3 separate regions of the Mus musculus genome follow, and regions 1 and 2 are each linked to region 3. The links are chromatin contacts, called in public promoter capture Hi-C maps. All regions are on one chromosome and are shown on one strand. The core of a region is the stretch at or near the end of the contact, and the rest is flanking DNA. Distances in the headings are between cores, read along the strand shown. Region 1 holds the start of Gdf11 (growth differentiation factor 11). Region 2 holds the start of Itga7 (integrin alpha 7). Region 3 holds the start of Avil (advillin).

Evidence for each region. Promoter capture Hi-C pulls out the DNA fragments that hold promoters and counts their contacts. Capture Hi-C pulls out chosen DNA fragments and counts their contacts.
Region 1: a promoter capture Hi-C map of liver shows a contact between it and region 3, with 11 times the contacts expected there. The contact joins the promoter of Gdf11 here to the promoter of Avil in region 3. A contact is called at or near these places in 2 of 39 promoter capture datasets (the C10 cell line and liver) and 1 of 9 other capture datasets (liver).
Region 2: a contact with region 3 is called in a promoter capture Hi-C map of pre-B cells, with 2.3 times the contacts expected there. The contact joins the promoter of Itga7 here to the promoter of Avil in region 3. A contact is called at or near these places in 3 of 39 promoter capture datasets (cranial neural crest, liver and pre-B cells) and 1 of 9 other capture datasets (macrophages).

What each region holds. Positions count from the first base shown.
Region 1 is chr10:128,890,051-128,895,100 of GRCm38.p6, reverse strand. Gdf11 (growth differentiation factor 11) reads left to right here and starts at 3,383. Exons shown (of 3, transcript NM_010272.2): 1 at 3,383-3,854. The coding sequence starts at 3,416.
Region 2 is chr10:128,931,194-128,935,614 of GRCm38.p6, reverse strand. Itga7 (integrin alpha 7) reads right to left here and starts at 1,802. Exons shown (of 25, transcript NM_001330160.1): 1 at 1,421-1,802. The coding sequence starts at 1,626. Gm46186 (a long non-coding RNA gene) reads left to right here. Exons shown (of 3, transcript XR_001779675.2): 3 at 1-665.
Region 3 is chr10:126,999,322-127,004,252 of GRCm38.p6, reverse strand. It overlaps Avil (advillin), which reads right to left and starts at 3,544. Exons shown (of 20, transcript NM_009635.3): 1 at 3,422-3,544; 2 at 803-887. The coding sequence starts at 868. Ctdsp2 (CTD (carboxy-terminal domain, RNA polymerase II, polypeptide A) small phosphatase 2) reads right to left here. Exons shown (of 8, transcript NM_001113470.1): 8 at 4,278-4,931.

The sequences.
Region 1 (5,050 bases), core at 2,134-4,633, 1.9 Mb before region 3:
ACACACACACACACACACACACACACCTTGTTCAAGTTCATACAGCCAGAAAGGAAGGTTGCTGGGACTTGGCATACAGGCATCCTAGATCTATTAGAGAAGCTACAGTAAGAAAGGGGATTCCTGAATGATTTATCTAAAAATTTCCTCTACACCGAGACCTAGTAAAAGTACAAATTTGGCCAAGAGATTTGGAGACTGGAAGTTGGATGCTAGGAATTAAGCTTGGGCATCACACTCAGCTCCTGAACTCCAGCTCCAGCTGAGAAGTGGGTCCAAGGAGAACACTTGGATGATAAAACAAGATTGGAGTGCTACATCCAGGTACGTAGTCTGTGTACATACTGCCATTCATCAAGTGAAGCCTGCAGGATAGGGCACATCTGAGCAGAGAGAGCTTCTGTACTTGGTCTGTGATGTTTGAGGAGCCTCGGGTCCCCTGGACTGGAGCGTTAGCAGGTATTATGCACCTACTGTTTGCTTCTCTCGTCTTTGACCTTCCACTCGATACAAGTTTGAGGAGGAAGTGAATGTAAGTTGTCCATTCTCTAAAGAAGCAGAAAGGGGCAGCACCATTTCTGCTCTCAAAGTGTTTGTGTTTTCAGAGACAGGGTCCCACTAGATCACCCTGGCTAGCCTGGAACTCTTTGTGTAGACCAGGCTAGCCTCTGCCTCCTGGATTAAAAGCATGCTCCACTACACTTGGCTGGTTTGCAATTTTTTGTTTGTTTTTGTTTGGTTTGTTTCCTGAAGAAAATAACATCAAAGTAATAGGTTTGAAAAATGGGAACGCAGCAGAGTATGCGGTAAGAACAATCAGGGCTCTGAGGGATCAGAAAGGGACAAAAGAGGATCCTGAAGAAGAAGCCCTGACTCCCTGACACTCTTGGCCGGCTCCGAGGTAATCCTCACAACTAGTTGAAGGTAGAAATTATGGTCTCCATTTATAGATAAAGAAACTTGATGATTGCTCAGTGGAAGAGTTCTTGCTTTGTATGCACAGCCCCTTGGTTCTACCTCACCCCACACCCAATTCAAGGTACAGGGAAGAGAACACAGAGAGAGGGAGAGAAAAACTTGGTAAGTTATCGACACTCCCATGTTTTGGTCCAAAGCAAGGGAGTAATGAGAAGTTTCTGGATTGTGTTCCATTCAGTCCCTGTTCTTCTTCTTTTTTCTTTTTTAATATTTATTATGTTTATTATATATAAGTACACTGTAGCTGTCTTCAGACACACCAGAAGAGGGCATCAGATCTCTTTACAGATGGTTGTAAGTCACCATGTAGTTGCTGGGATTTGAACTCAGGACCTCTGGAAGAGCAGTCAGTGCTCTTAACTGCTGAGCCATCTCTCCATCCCTAAGTCCCTGTTCTAAATAGGAATAGGTCATGTATTCAGAGCTTCTCACCTACCCTGCTTCTCCCTCACAGCTGAACCCCAATAGTTACCCTCATTCCACTCCAGCTCCCAAACCCAATTCTGTTCTTTTGTTTATGCCTAACTAACTTTAACATATATATATATATATTTTAATTAGGGTTTAATTCCAGAGAGGAAACCAAAAACCTTCTACTTGGTCCAAGAATCCCAATAGTGAGGTCTATACATTTTACATTTATCTATATATTTTTTTGAGACAGGGCCTTCCTACTGACATTTATACATTTTGTTCAGTGAACACTGCGCGAGACACTGGAAGAGCAAATCTCAACCCCCTAACATTTTCAGTTTGCCAAGGGATCTTCAGAGACATGGGTCAAGGCATGCTTATACAGAGAGCTCTCTGGAGGCTGAGGCAGGAGGATAACTGAGTTTGAGGCCAGCCTGGGATGCATCTGAGACTCTGTCTCAGAGGATAGAGGAAAAGGAGAAGAAAGGGTTTAGGGGAGGGGAAGAGGGGGAAAAAGAGAAACAGAGACCTGGGAAGAGGGAACCAGCAGTAGTGGCTGAGCACACCTGTACACTGTCTTCCTCGTGTACTGAGCTGTCTGGCTGCGCTTAGGACCACACCTGAAGACCATGGCTGGTCCCATTCCAGAGTGGCTCCCCTTGGGGTTTGCTATCTCCACATTAGACATCTGAGTATAGACCCTGCTCTTACCCTTACGCCTAAAACTTCAAGCTTTCTCAGACATGTAAGACCTTACAAACACAAAGACGTAGCTAGGAACCCAGAGAGAGGGTCCAGATTCCTCGCCAAGCACCACTTTCAAGCCCTACCTCATCCCTCATCTGGCTCTTCCCCTCATGGCTCCCACCCTTTCCAGCCCGATCACGATCACTCTCTTTGTTCTATTAAACCTCAATCTCAAGATCACAGGCCTCCTAGATAGTTTTCTTCCGGGCTCAGTACTTGTCAACTTCTCAGCTTGTCCCTGGCCTCTTCCTCTCCTGACCGCCTTCATCCCTGTGATAAATCAGCCTGATGTTCCATTTTATGGGTTCTTTAAACATCCTGGGCTACCTCTGGTAGCTGAGGCTATTCTTCACATCTCCACCTCTTCCCCTTGGGTGTCTCTTTGCGCTCCAACCAAGGCTGACTTGTGTGTGTTACTTCCTCCCCTGGTCTTTTCTCTGCACCTGCCTCCTCAGGGGTTGCTACCTCCAAGGTATCCCCTGTCTCTGCCTCTCCCTCTTGCGCAGGGTACCATCAGCTCCCTCTGACCCATCCGTTCTCTTGCCCACCTCTCCTGCTCTCTCCTGTTCGACTCCGTAGAATTCGGTTAGCCACCCCTCTTTGCGCTCTACCTTTGTCTTTGACTCTCTCCACTCTTAACTGTCCCACTAGTTTTTCTGGTCGTCTTCAGTCTTCGCTCTTGCTCTCTAGCTAAGTCTCTCCCTTCTGTGACTTCTTTTCTCTCTTTTGTCTCTCCCTCTTCCCTTCCTATCTGGGTATCTTTGGATCTGCCTCTTCCCCCACCCCCAACCCCTACCCACCGCTCCGTCTGTCCCCGATCTCTCTGACTCGGTCCCTCACGGCCTCTCCCCCCCTCCCCCTCATCTTTCGGTCTCTTCATCTTTCTCTGGACCCGTGCTCGCTCGTGTTCTCTCTCTCTCTCTCTCTCTCTCTCTCTCTCTCTCTCTCTCTCTTTTCCTCGGTTCTCTCCGGCTCCCTCTCTCGCCTCGGATGACAGCGCTACCTCTTTTGTTGGCTCCGCAGCCAATCGCGGCCGCTGACGACACGGGGGCCGGGGCTATAAAGGGCCCGGCCCGGGCTTGGGCCCCCCCAGCTGCCCGCCCCGGCCGCCCGCCCGCCCCGCCCGTGCGCCCGCCGCCCCCGGCCCCCGGCCCCCCCTCGGCCGGGCAGCCCCCAATCCCGCGCCGCCCGGACCCCCTCCTCCTCCCTCTTCCCTCCGCCCCCTCCCCGCGGGACTCCGGCGTCCCCGCCCCCCAGTCCTCCCCTCCCCTGCAGCATGGTGCTCGCGGCCCCGCTGCTGCTGGGCTTCCTGCTCCTCGCCCTGGAGCTGCGGCCCCGGGGGGAGGCGGCCGAGGGCCCCGCGGCGGCGGCGGCGGCAGCGGCGGCGGCGGCCGGGGTCGGGGGGGAGCGCTCGAGCCGGCCGGCCCCGTCCGCTCCGCCGGAGCCGGACGGCTGCCCCGTGTGCGTGTGGCGGCAGCACAGCCGCGAGCTGCGCCTAGAGAGCATCAAGTCGCAGATCCTGAGCAAACTGCGGCTCAAGGAGGCGCCCAACATCAGCCGGGAGGTAGTGAAGCAGCTGCTGCCCAAGGCGCCGCCGCTGCAGCAGATCCTGGATCTGCACGACTTCCAAGGCGACGCGCTGCAGCCTGAGGACTTCTTGGAAGAGGACGAGTACCACGCTACCACCGAGACGGTCATAAGCATGGCCCAGGAGAGTAAGTGGGCTGCGGGGTGCGCGCGGTGCGGTGCAGTCCGGGAAGGACCCGGAAGCCCTTTCTGCGAAAACTTGACGGATTGGGGAGCCGGGCCACTCCACACAACTTTTTGAGCGGAGAAGATGGGCAGCGGAGTTGAGTGCACGCCCCGTTCTAGGGTGGGGGGGTGGAGGATGGCGCGTTGGGGGAGGGGGGCCAAACCAGGCAGGTTGTGAGCTATTGCTTTCCATCCCTTGTGAGAAAAAGATTCAAGTTGAAGTAGTCCTAGAAACTGGCACCCTACAGTGACTTTTCTGGAGCGTTAGGTGGGGAGCTTCCGTGACCCGTGCAGTCTCAGCTGGGCCGCAGTGCCATCTTCCCACTGCTCTGGCACCAGCATCAACTCCTTGCCCGGTGCTCCGGAAGGCGCCCACCGGCTTTCGGAAAAACTAAGTGTTCCTCTAAGGCCATGGCATAGGACCCAAACCCGGTGTACGTCTCAGCAACTCAGCTGACACCTCTCCTTTCTGCACCTGATCTCGCACTGGGTATCCCCTAGGACCTAGAAGAGCTGTTCCTTCCTGGTACCGAAAGAGCTCAAATAACTCAACTCCACTGCGCTTGCCACTTAACGAGTATCATTTGGTTACTCTCATCTTAGCGTGCTCACTCCCTGTCCTACCCACAGCTGGAGCCAAAGAAGACCCAGGGAGAAAGAACTAGATGAGGGGGATGGGAGAACCCAGGCATCCGAGCCCCTGGCCAAACGGAGGATGAACACTCTGATAGACAGGAGCGGCTTTGAAATTTTATGGCCTGGAAAATCCAGGCCAATACTACCGCCCCCACTGCCTTCTCTCCCTAGGGTCAGGTGACTCCCTTTCCCCTCCCCCACTGACTGTAGTCCCCCCCCCCCCCAACTCCAGGGAACCAGGCTTTCTCTATTCCCTAGTGGTTTGGCAAGCCCCCCCTCCTTTGGTTTTATGGCTCTGAACAGAAGGGGGGGCTGGTTTATTGGCAGATGGGTCATAAAAAGCTGGGGGTTGCGGGAAATCCTAGTGGCCCACCCCCATGGTAGAGGTACAGGAACCCAGGTGTGCATTTGGAAGGTTGAGAGCCTGGCACTTGCCACCCAGTTTCTGCAGAATTCAACTCCAACTTGGTTAGGATTGTAAAGAAAACTCAGAGTCAGGAAACTCTCTCTCTCTCTCTCTCTC
Region 2 (4,421 bases), core at 553-3,052, 1.9 Mb before region 3:
GTCAGCAGAATGCCCCCTGCTGGAGCGCAATGAGGCCAGACAGTCAGGCCCCTCTGGGACTACCCCTAACTTGGCCCTGGGAGACAGAATTAGGGGCCACCTTTAGAGAAGGGGAAAATGACAAGAGACCATGCTATTAAAAATAACCTAGAATTTGCCTGGAAATAACTCAGAGAGTTCGGCATGTCCTAAAAAGGCCTCCAGGCCTGGAACTCTAACAGATGGGGGGAAGAGGGGGGAGAGAGGAAGAGACGGAGAGGAAGCCTGCTACTGGCTAGAGACATCAGTTTCCTATCTTTCCCAAAGGTTTAGAGAGCAGACCCTTCTCCCAGATGACAGGAATAATGGAAGAAGAAAGATTAAGGCTACCCCCACCTCCAGTGAGTGAGAAATAAACTCTCATCTCTGTCTCCTGCCCCCAGACCAAGGAAAAGACAGTCCCCGAGGACAGCATCGATCCCAGTAATGGACACTTAAATGTGGCTTGTGCATTGGCCATGGGTGAGAAAGCCCTTTGGCGGGCGGGGGTGGGAAGCTTTCTTCCTGGTCTCACCTCCTGTCACATGTAGTAAGAACCAAGGATTTGGAAACACTGCAAATGTGTCTAGCTACCAGGGGTCCTGAAAAAAATGTCAATTATTCCTCAGCCTCGGGCTTCCTTGTCTCTCCCTACTGCTGAGATTTCTGGAGTTAGAAATTTCCTGAGGAGGAACAGAAGCAGCGTGGTATCTTTACTGTATCCTCCTGCTGCTGCTGCTGCTGCTGCTGCTGCTGCTGCTGCTGCTGCTGCTGCTGCTGTCTCTGGCGATGGTGGTGACAGCTGCCACCATTTCTTGCTACTGCTCAGACAGTCTCTATTTTTCAGACAGTCTCTGCCACCGTCTGTGACCATCACTGAAGACTGTCAGGCCTTCTCAGCTCTTCCTCTAGTCTCCCTGCTGTGTTAAGCCACACCACTCCTGGCCTCCATGCCCTGCAGTCCTCACGCTATCTCATGGTGATGCTTTGACAGTAGCTATTTCTGTTTTCTCTCCTCTTTGCCTCCCATGGCACCCTCATCCACTCTGCCCTTGCCCACTCGGTCCATCCTATGCAGAGGCAGAATGCTCACCCTCCCTTCCTGGAGCAGTTCACCCCTCTGAGGTAGAAAAGGAGCCAGAGATGCAAGGCTGGAGCAAGAATGCAAACGGAAGGGAGAGGCAGAAGGAAGAGGGTCTCTGGCAAGAATGTTGCTCTTTAACTCATCCCCCAAGGCAAGACTCTGAGTCTGAGGACCTGGACAATACGAGGCAAGGCTTCAAGTGTGAGATGCCTGTGGGCAGAGTACGGTTGAAAACCTGAGAGATGGATAGGTGAGGAGTTGGGAGAAAGGTAGCCCAAAGCTTGAGCCTGGGGACTCTGGGCGGGTACGGTGACTCACCAGCTCTGGGGTCGGGGCTGTAATTGTCGGTGCAGGGCCACCGAAAAGCCGAATAGGCTGCCGGGTTCTCCCTCCTTGCGTATGGCACCCATCACATCCAGATTGAAGGCGATAGCCGGTGGTAAGAACAGTCCAGCGAGCAAGGAAGTAATAAGATAGTAGATTCCGGGGGGCCGGAGAAAATCGCACCTCGGAATCCTGGCCATGGGATCAACGCTCTCCCAGCTAGTGCGAGGAAATCGTCGCGCGCCGGGAGCCCCAGGTCTCCCCGAGGGTGTTTCTGGTTTCCGAAATCTAGCTGATCTTTCCGGGTCTTCCAATCTTTCACCTCAGCACCCCTCTTCAGTCCCTTCCCGCTGCTGCCCCAGGACCAGCTAAGTACAACTACTGCACGCCTTGGGAGCACCGGCTCCGGCTCCGGCTCCGCCTCCTCTCTGGGACACCGCCCCAGACCCCGCCCCTTCCCGCCCCATGCCCCCAGCAGCAGATAGACTCAGGCGCAAGACCCAGGGTCCGGGGATGCCCAGACCCGCGGCTCAGGTCTAGCACCCGCCGCACCCATTGCCTTGCGCCCTGCCGCCCCACCTTTGCACTGTGCACTCATTCCTTCACCCACCCTTCCCCCCAAAAAGTGGAGGTTGAGCCCAGAAATGCGGAGAGAAAGAGTACAGTAAAAAGAAGAATCACAGAGAATTGAGATGAGGCTGAGAAGACAGATATGCTGATAAAAACAGAGGACCGGAAAGTTCCTGGGCCCTGATCTAGAGTGGTCCTTTACTGACTTCGCCTCCCCTGGAGACTCACAGCACACCTCGTAGGCTGTAAGAATCAAACCGCTCCTCATGCCATACAGCCCACAAATAACGAAGGCAGTATTAGCAAGTCACAACGTCAGCATTCAGAGGACCAGAAAGAAGTAAAGGCACAGACAGAAAACACTCAGCAGGGGTGGAGACTGGAGCAAATGGAAAGAAGGGAATGAAGAACAGGAGGAAGGTCAAGTTTAGCTCAAAGTCTGCAGTGAAGGAAAAAGAAAAAGAGTAAAATAAGAAATGCAAGTTAAACTGTGGAGAGGGAAGAGAGAGCTAAAAGGGGGCAAAAATGAAAGACACTGGACCTAAGAGACAAAGATCCTGCTATCAGGTCCTTCCAGAGACTGGTCATTTCCAACGCAACAAAAAAAGGATGGCAAGCTGGGTGTGGTAGGACGCGCTTATATTCCCAGCACTCAATAGGCAGAGCCAGGAAGATCTCTGTCATCTCGAAAGCAACTTGGTCTACAGGGAGAGTTCCAGGCCAGTCAGAGCTACAGAGTGCAGCCCTGTCTCAAAACCTAAGAGGGGGATGGGAAGCCAGGCTTGAAGACCCAGACCTGCAATCTCAGCAGTGAACAAGGCTGAAGTCAGCCCAGCCTACAAAGCTACATAGTGAATTGGTCTCTGAATGAATCAACAGAAAGGGGAATGCAGAGTTTTGGGCTACTTCAGATAGGAGTTGGATGATCTCCAATACCCAGACCCTGCCTCAAAAAAATAAAATAAAGAGTTCTCCACAGAGACCCAAGGGCCTACCCAACTTCACTTCCCTTCCCCCACTCTGGTGTAGAAGCAAAGGGAGGGACATTTTTTTCCATCTCTTTGCTATTTATAACTCTAATCAAGAAATGAGGCCAAGAGAAGAGATGGAGAATAATTTGGCAAAATAGTAGCCTCACCCCCTTCCACTTTGTCTTCTAGCTTCTCTTTCTTTTTTTTTTTTTCCAGGAATTATTTATTTGTTTTATGTCTGAGTACACTGTAGCTGTCTTCAGACACACCAGAAGAGGGCATCAGATCCCATTACAGATGGTTTTGAACCACCATGTGGTTGCTGGAAATTGAACTCAGGACCTCTGGAAAATCAGTCAGTGCTCTTAACCTCTGAGCCATCTCTACAGCCCCACTGGCTTCTCTTACTAGGCATTGGTCTTGCATGCACCCCTCTCTGACTGCTTTGCCTGAAGTTCTATTTTTACACACACACACACACACACACACACACACACACACACCTTGAGCATGTCACTCTAGAGATCTTTCTCAGACTATTTCTCAGTGGCTCTACCCTCCAAATATCCCATATTCTTGTGATCTCTCTTCTTCCCTTTCTTAAAAGCTGCTTCTGCTGTGTCCCCTTATCTCTTTTCTCTGTTTAGGATTATTCTTTGGCTCTTACTCTGATCATAGAACAATCTTTGCCCCCAGGACAGTTAAAATGCCTATGATAGTTTGGCCATTTTTGTAATGCTCGGCAGGGATGTAGCATGCCTCTAAACGGGTGCTATAAAAGAGATGGGTATGTAAGACAGGCAACAGGATTCTACCTTCAGTGTTCCCCAGTATTCCCTCTCCAGTGTGTTTGTGTCTCAGAGCTCCAGAAAGGAGATCATGTGAGAACACAGAAGGGCACAACTGGGATGGAACCCAGGACTTACGACTCCTCCCCAGACCTCTGACTCAGGTCAAAATGCCTTTAGAGCTCCAGCTGCCTTCCTTTCTCCACCTGCAGCTTGGCTTGCCTCTGTCTGCACTCCACCAGCTTCCCATAAATCCAAGGCTGAAATCAGATGCCAAGAATCTGCTTCTGACCTCCTCTGCCCAAATATTTGAGAAGTCACCTCACCCGCCACAGGAGGAAGAAGCAGAAAATAAGAGAGATTGGTCACCCAAAATTAGCCTGGCTATAAATAGTGGGGTAAGGGAGGGAAAGAACACACAAGACTACTAAACCAGCTTAGTAATGAAGACAAATATATTTCCCTAAGGGATGATCCAGAGCAAAATGTCGCGGTGCTGAGCGGCACTGTAGGTGAACAGACGTGAAGAAACTAGAGAAACCCTGAGAGTCAGGGAAGGACCACATCAAACATCAGGTCAGGAAATGGCTTCCATTTGAGTCGAGTTTAGAAATTAGTAAAATTAATAAGCTGTGTTCAAAGCTGCACTCCTTCACTTCAAACCCT
Region 3 (4,931 bases), core at 2,295-4,794:
TACTTTCTCTGTTCAAGTGAAGCAAACCCGTTGCCATCTTTGTGTATGTTCTATGTAAAACCCGGATGTTAGGTGTGAAAATATTAAATACGCTTCATGAGTCCAGGTTGGTGCCTGTCCGTTCCTTTCTTCCTTACACTTATTGTGTGCTACACGGTACGTGTAAATGTCAGAGAAACTCGGTGTTGGTTCCCTTCTTCCACCATGTGGGCCCCAGGGCTTGCACTTAGTCAGCAGGCTTGGCTGCACACATTCATCTCCCTCTGGCCAGCCCTTCCTATTCATTCTGAAGTGAGTGAGGAGCCTGGCACTGGAAGTAGACTCCACAAGCCTTGAGAGCTCGTGGCTCACACTTTGAAACTGAGCAGGGTGAAGGGAAATGTTACCTGTGGGGTTCAGGCTGCAACAACTGACTAGGTAGAGGTGCAAATGTCTTAGTATCTGGTAGGTGCTTCCAGACCAGAGCACAGAGCCACCCTCGAGACCAAGGCCACAGGATAAAGAGACGAGCAGTGCCCGTTTGAACAGCATGTCCCATCCCAAAGCTGGTAGGAACCAGACATGTTCTGACCAGCAGCCAAGAGTCTTCGGTTAAGGGGCCTGTCTTTCTGAGATGTTTATTGGGAGTGTAGACTCACCAACCAGATGCCCGGATGAAGGACAAGGTTGGTTCCGCTTGGGGGCCTGCACTGAGTCACTGGGAGGTTCAAGGTTGGGGAAGCCTGCCCTCTGATGCTGACCTTCTATAGCCACTGATTCAGATCCCAGTGGTCAGGGTGGGTGTGGCTCCCACGCGGCTCACCTCAATTCTCCATGTGATGATCCGGGGGTCGTTGCTCACAGCCCTGAAGGCACTGCTCAGAGACATAGTGGCTGTCTTCCTGGAACTGAAACATCACAAAGTCGGGGTGATCCTACTCACAGTGAACAGGGAGCCATTGCTTCTCCCAAGACACTTCCCTGTCTCGTCAGCCACCACACCGCATCCCCATTCGGTATATCACCATGCCACCACCACACCATTTCACCATGGCAGCCCAAGTTCACATAGTGACCTGGCTGGGCATTCCCTCCTCGAAAGGCTTGTCTCCCACCTGCTGTCACCTTGGTCAAGAGCTCTGGGCCATAGGGATGACACATTTCCTTTAAAACATACATGCATGTTGGTGTGTTAAATTCTGTGGAGCTGGAGTGACAGGCGGTCGTGAGTCACCAGAAGTAGGTGCTGGGCCAGTATGTGCCATCTCTCTATGGGCGAGGAGGAGGGGTGGCAGGAAAGGCAACACATATTCCTGAGTGTGACAATGTCACGCCCATGTTGACCCACTGCCCACAGTGGCTCATTTTCAGGAAGTGGCCATCTCCCTGTCACCTGTGGTACAGATGAGGCTTAGAGAGATTGCAGATAATCTGTCTATAGACACGCTAGCATGGGCCCCAGAGCTGAGCTTTTTTGGTTTCATTTTGTTTTACTTTTTTCAAGAAAGGGTCCCTGAGACCCTGGCCATGCTGGAACTCACTCTGTAGACAAGGCTGGCCCTGAACTCAAGGAGATCCCCCTGTCTCTGCCTCCCGAGATCTGGAATTAAAGACATGACCCACCACTGCCTGGCACATTTTATCAGCACAGGATCTATCCATGTAGCCCGGGCTGGTCGTAAACTCCTCTGCTTTAGCTGCCTTAGCCTCCTGAGTGCCAGCGTTACAGGCTTCTGCCACCAGACCTAGGTCCATCCCTTTTATTTTCTTTCACACCTGCCCTTAAAAGTCTGTGTTTTAGCCATGTTTTCATGCTGTAGCCTTCCCAAAACTAAGTTCAGTTGCTCACAGAGAGGAAATCCAGACAGAAAAAGTATTTCCAAATGAAGCCCCTCCTCCCAATTCTTGAACTCCTCTTCCCAGATGCCTGGCAAGACCTTGTCACCCCCACCTGCTCTTGGCTATCACTTTTAACTTTGCAAATCATCCTAGAACAGTAACCACCCTTTCTCATGACTAATACATGAACTGGTCTTGCAGAAGAAAGGGGAAGGTACAATGCCTGTGCCTAGGACAAAGAGCTGAGTGTGTCAGCAAGGAAAATGGGTGCAGGCCTCCCTGCCTGTCCCACGCAGACCCCAGCTTCTCTGGAAGGCTTGTTCTCAGGGAGCTTAGAGGTTCCCAGCACCCATAGAGCTGAATAAGGCCAGGGAGGGAAGTGGTAAGATGACCACGGGGATCTTACGCTGGTCACAGTAGTCAGCACTTGGCTGGGGTTAACACACGAGGTGACCCAGTAGGTCTGCGAACATGTCTCATCTCAAGTCCTACCCTCGGGGAGACTGAGCTCTCACGGTATGCCAAGTGATCGCTAGGTTGGCTTCTCCTAAGACTCAAAGATGGGATGGTTGGACTTACGAGAGATTAAAAGACAAAATCGTCCCGGGGGATTGGAGGGGGAGGGAGATTGTGTGGATGTTTGATAGTTGGTGATATTCAGGGCTTGTTAACTATGTTAAGTCTGGGGATGGGGCATTGTTCAAATAGTAGGCGTCTGTCATCCCCAGCAAGGCCCCACCCCTAAAAGAAAAAAAAGGGTCTGACTCCACCGACCATTCTTTTCTTGAGCCCTAATGGATCTAACCAGGTTTGGAGAGGATGCACCATTACCACCAAAGAGCCAGGCCCCTTTGTGTGATGCCGCAGTAGACTGAAGCAGAGCCGTGGTGCGGAACTGCCAATGTTTGAGTATTTAATTTGATAACTTGTGCTGCCCCACCCTGCACAGCTCAGAACCACCAGGAAATAGTCAGCTTTCCTTCAGGCCGAGTTCTCTCACTTTTAAGTCTAATGCGTGACCCACCCAGGAAAGGGAACCAGAGCTGACACAGTCCTGGTTATCGGTAAAGCCTAACCAGCAACCTTAGCACGGTGAATCCGAGCCCCCAGTGCAGTCCCATGTCCCCCATGGAACTTCAGAATCCAGGAGCTGATTAGAGACCCAAGATTCAGGAAATGCCACACCCAGAAAGCCCAGTTCCATCTATCCACATCAAAGTCCCCCAAAGCTGGGTCTGTTTGTCTTCCCAAGCCGTAACCACCAGCACTTTGGGGTACGGAGAGCTACAAAGATCACAGGCACGGGGTATGGTCTGGGGATTCCAGGTAGCTTGTAACCTACTGGGGTTTAAACTTCTCTTGCCCCACAGTGGAACAGATGAGAGGGGTCTTGTTACCCCAAATCCCTGAGCCTCAAGAACGTGCCCAACCTAGCCAGTGGGATCTACAGGTTCTCTCAGTGTGAAGTTTGCAAAGCTCCATCTTTCCAAAGCTGCATCCCCAAAGACAAAAGCCAGGGAAGGTATGACTCTTGTCCCTTCTTCACCTTTGGCCTCATCCACACTCAGCATTTGGCTGACAAGGACACACAGAGTAGACCTACCTGACCCTCTGTCCTCCGAAGTCCGGCAAAGCAGCAGGTGAAGTACTGATGAGGTCTCCCAAAGCAGCCCGTCCTGAAGCCTGTTTCAGCAATGGCCGCACAGCATAGACACAGGGTTATATTTGCTTGTGTTTGCATCATAACCACATTCTCCTAGCTCTGGCCAATCACAGCCAACCTAGCCCTGGGCTTGACTTATTCAAACCAGAGAGGAAAGCTTTATCTGCTCCTATGCAAAACAGCGAAAACAAGAAGAGCAGACTTCTAAAGGCTTCTTTTAACTCCAGCTCCACACCCTGGTCTATTGATTTTTTTAAAAGTGCACTGTCCATCAATAATTCAGTGAGGGAGGATATGAATTTGCCATATTGTAGATATGAACGTATTATGCTGATGACAGGAGACTGGCTAGAGCTCCCCTACTGTGTGCCTGGACGTTCAGGGCTGAGAGATGATTCTGGGCAATTCTGTGGTGTCAGGAAAGCTTTTGTTGCTTGGAGTCTGTACAAGTCATCCTACTATGTGCCTGGAAACCATGCTGGGCTCTGAATCTCAAGGCCTGTTTGGCAGCATCAAGAGCACATGCAGGAGCCTCCAATTCCCCCAGGGCTTCAGTCTCTACCCCAGTCAATAGCACAGCAAGCAAACGCTTGCCAAGTACCTGGGGAGAGGGAGTTGGTTCCAACCCAGGCCCGAGAGGGGCTAATGCACTCCAACCTCTGTAACCTTGATCAGAATCCCAGCGTTTGCTCTGCCAGGTGCTATCATTTCACGATCAACGAGGTCATGCAGGAAGAACAGTGTCCACCGAGTGTCAGGTCAGTGGAAGGGAAGGAAAGCAAAAGCAGCTCCCAGTCCTGCACAGGTTTTTAAACCAGCCTTTATTAACAATTGTAATACAAATATTCCAAAAATATAAACAGACTCTTAATGGCATCCTACAGTTCAAGTTTTTGAATACAACAAATGTATCAAATCATGAAGCAAGGTGGCCAAGGATCCCATAGCCTGGTCACAGTGGGAAGCAGACCTCTCCCCTCCAAATGGCATCACGGGAATAGCCAGATCCGGGGTAAGGACAGGCATGGAGAATCACCAGCTTATGGTGCAGGGCAGTTCTGGGAGCTAACCCCGAACTAAAGGATGGGGCAGCTGGCCTGACCTGTGACCTCTTCTCCCCTGAACATGGACTTATCTGTTTTCTAGAAAGAGGGACTGGGGATGTAGCTTAGTTGGGAGTGTGTGCCTGACATGCACGAAGCCCTGGGTTGTCCCCAGCACCTCACAAGCCAGCAAGGTGATCACACCTGTAACCCCAGCACTCAGGGGGTGGAGGCAGGAGACCAGCGATCACCTGTAACCCCAGCACTCAGGAGGTGGAGGCAGGAGACCAGCGATCACCTGTAACCCCAGCACTCAGGAGGTGGAGGCAGGAGACCAGCTATCACCTGTAACCCCAGCACTCAGGGGGTGGAGGCAGGAGACCAGCTCAAGATCACTCTTGGCTAAA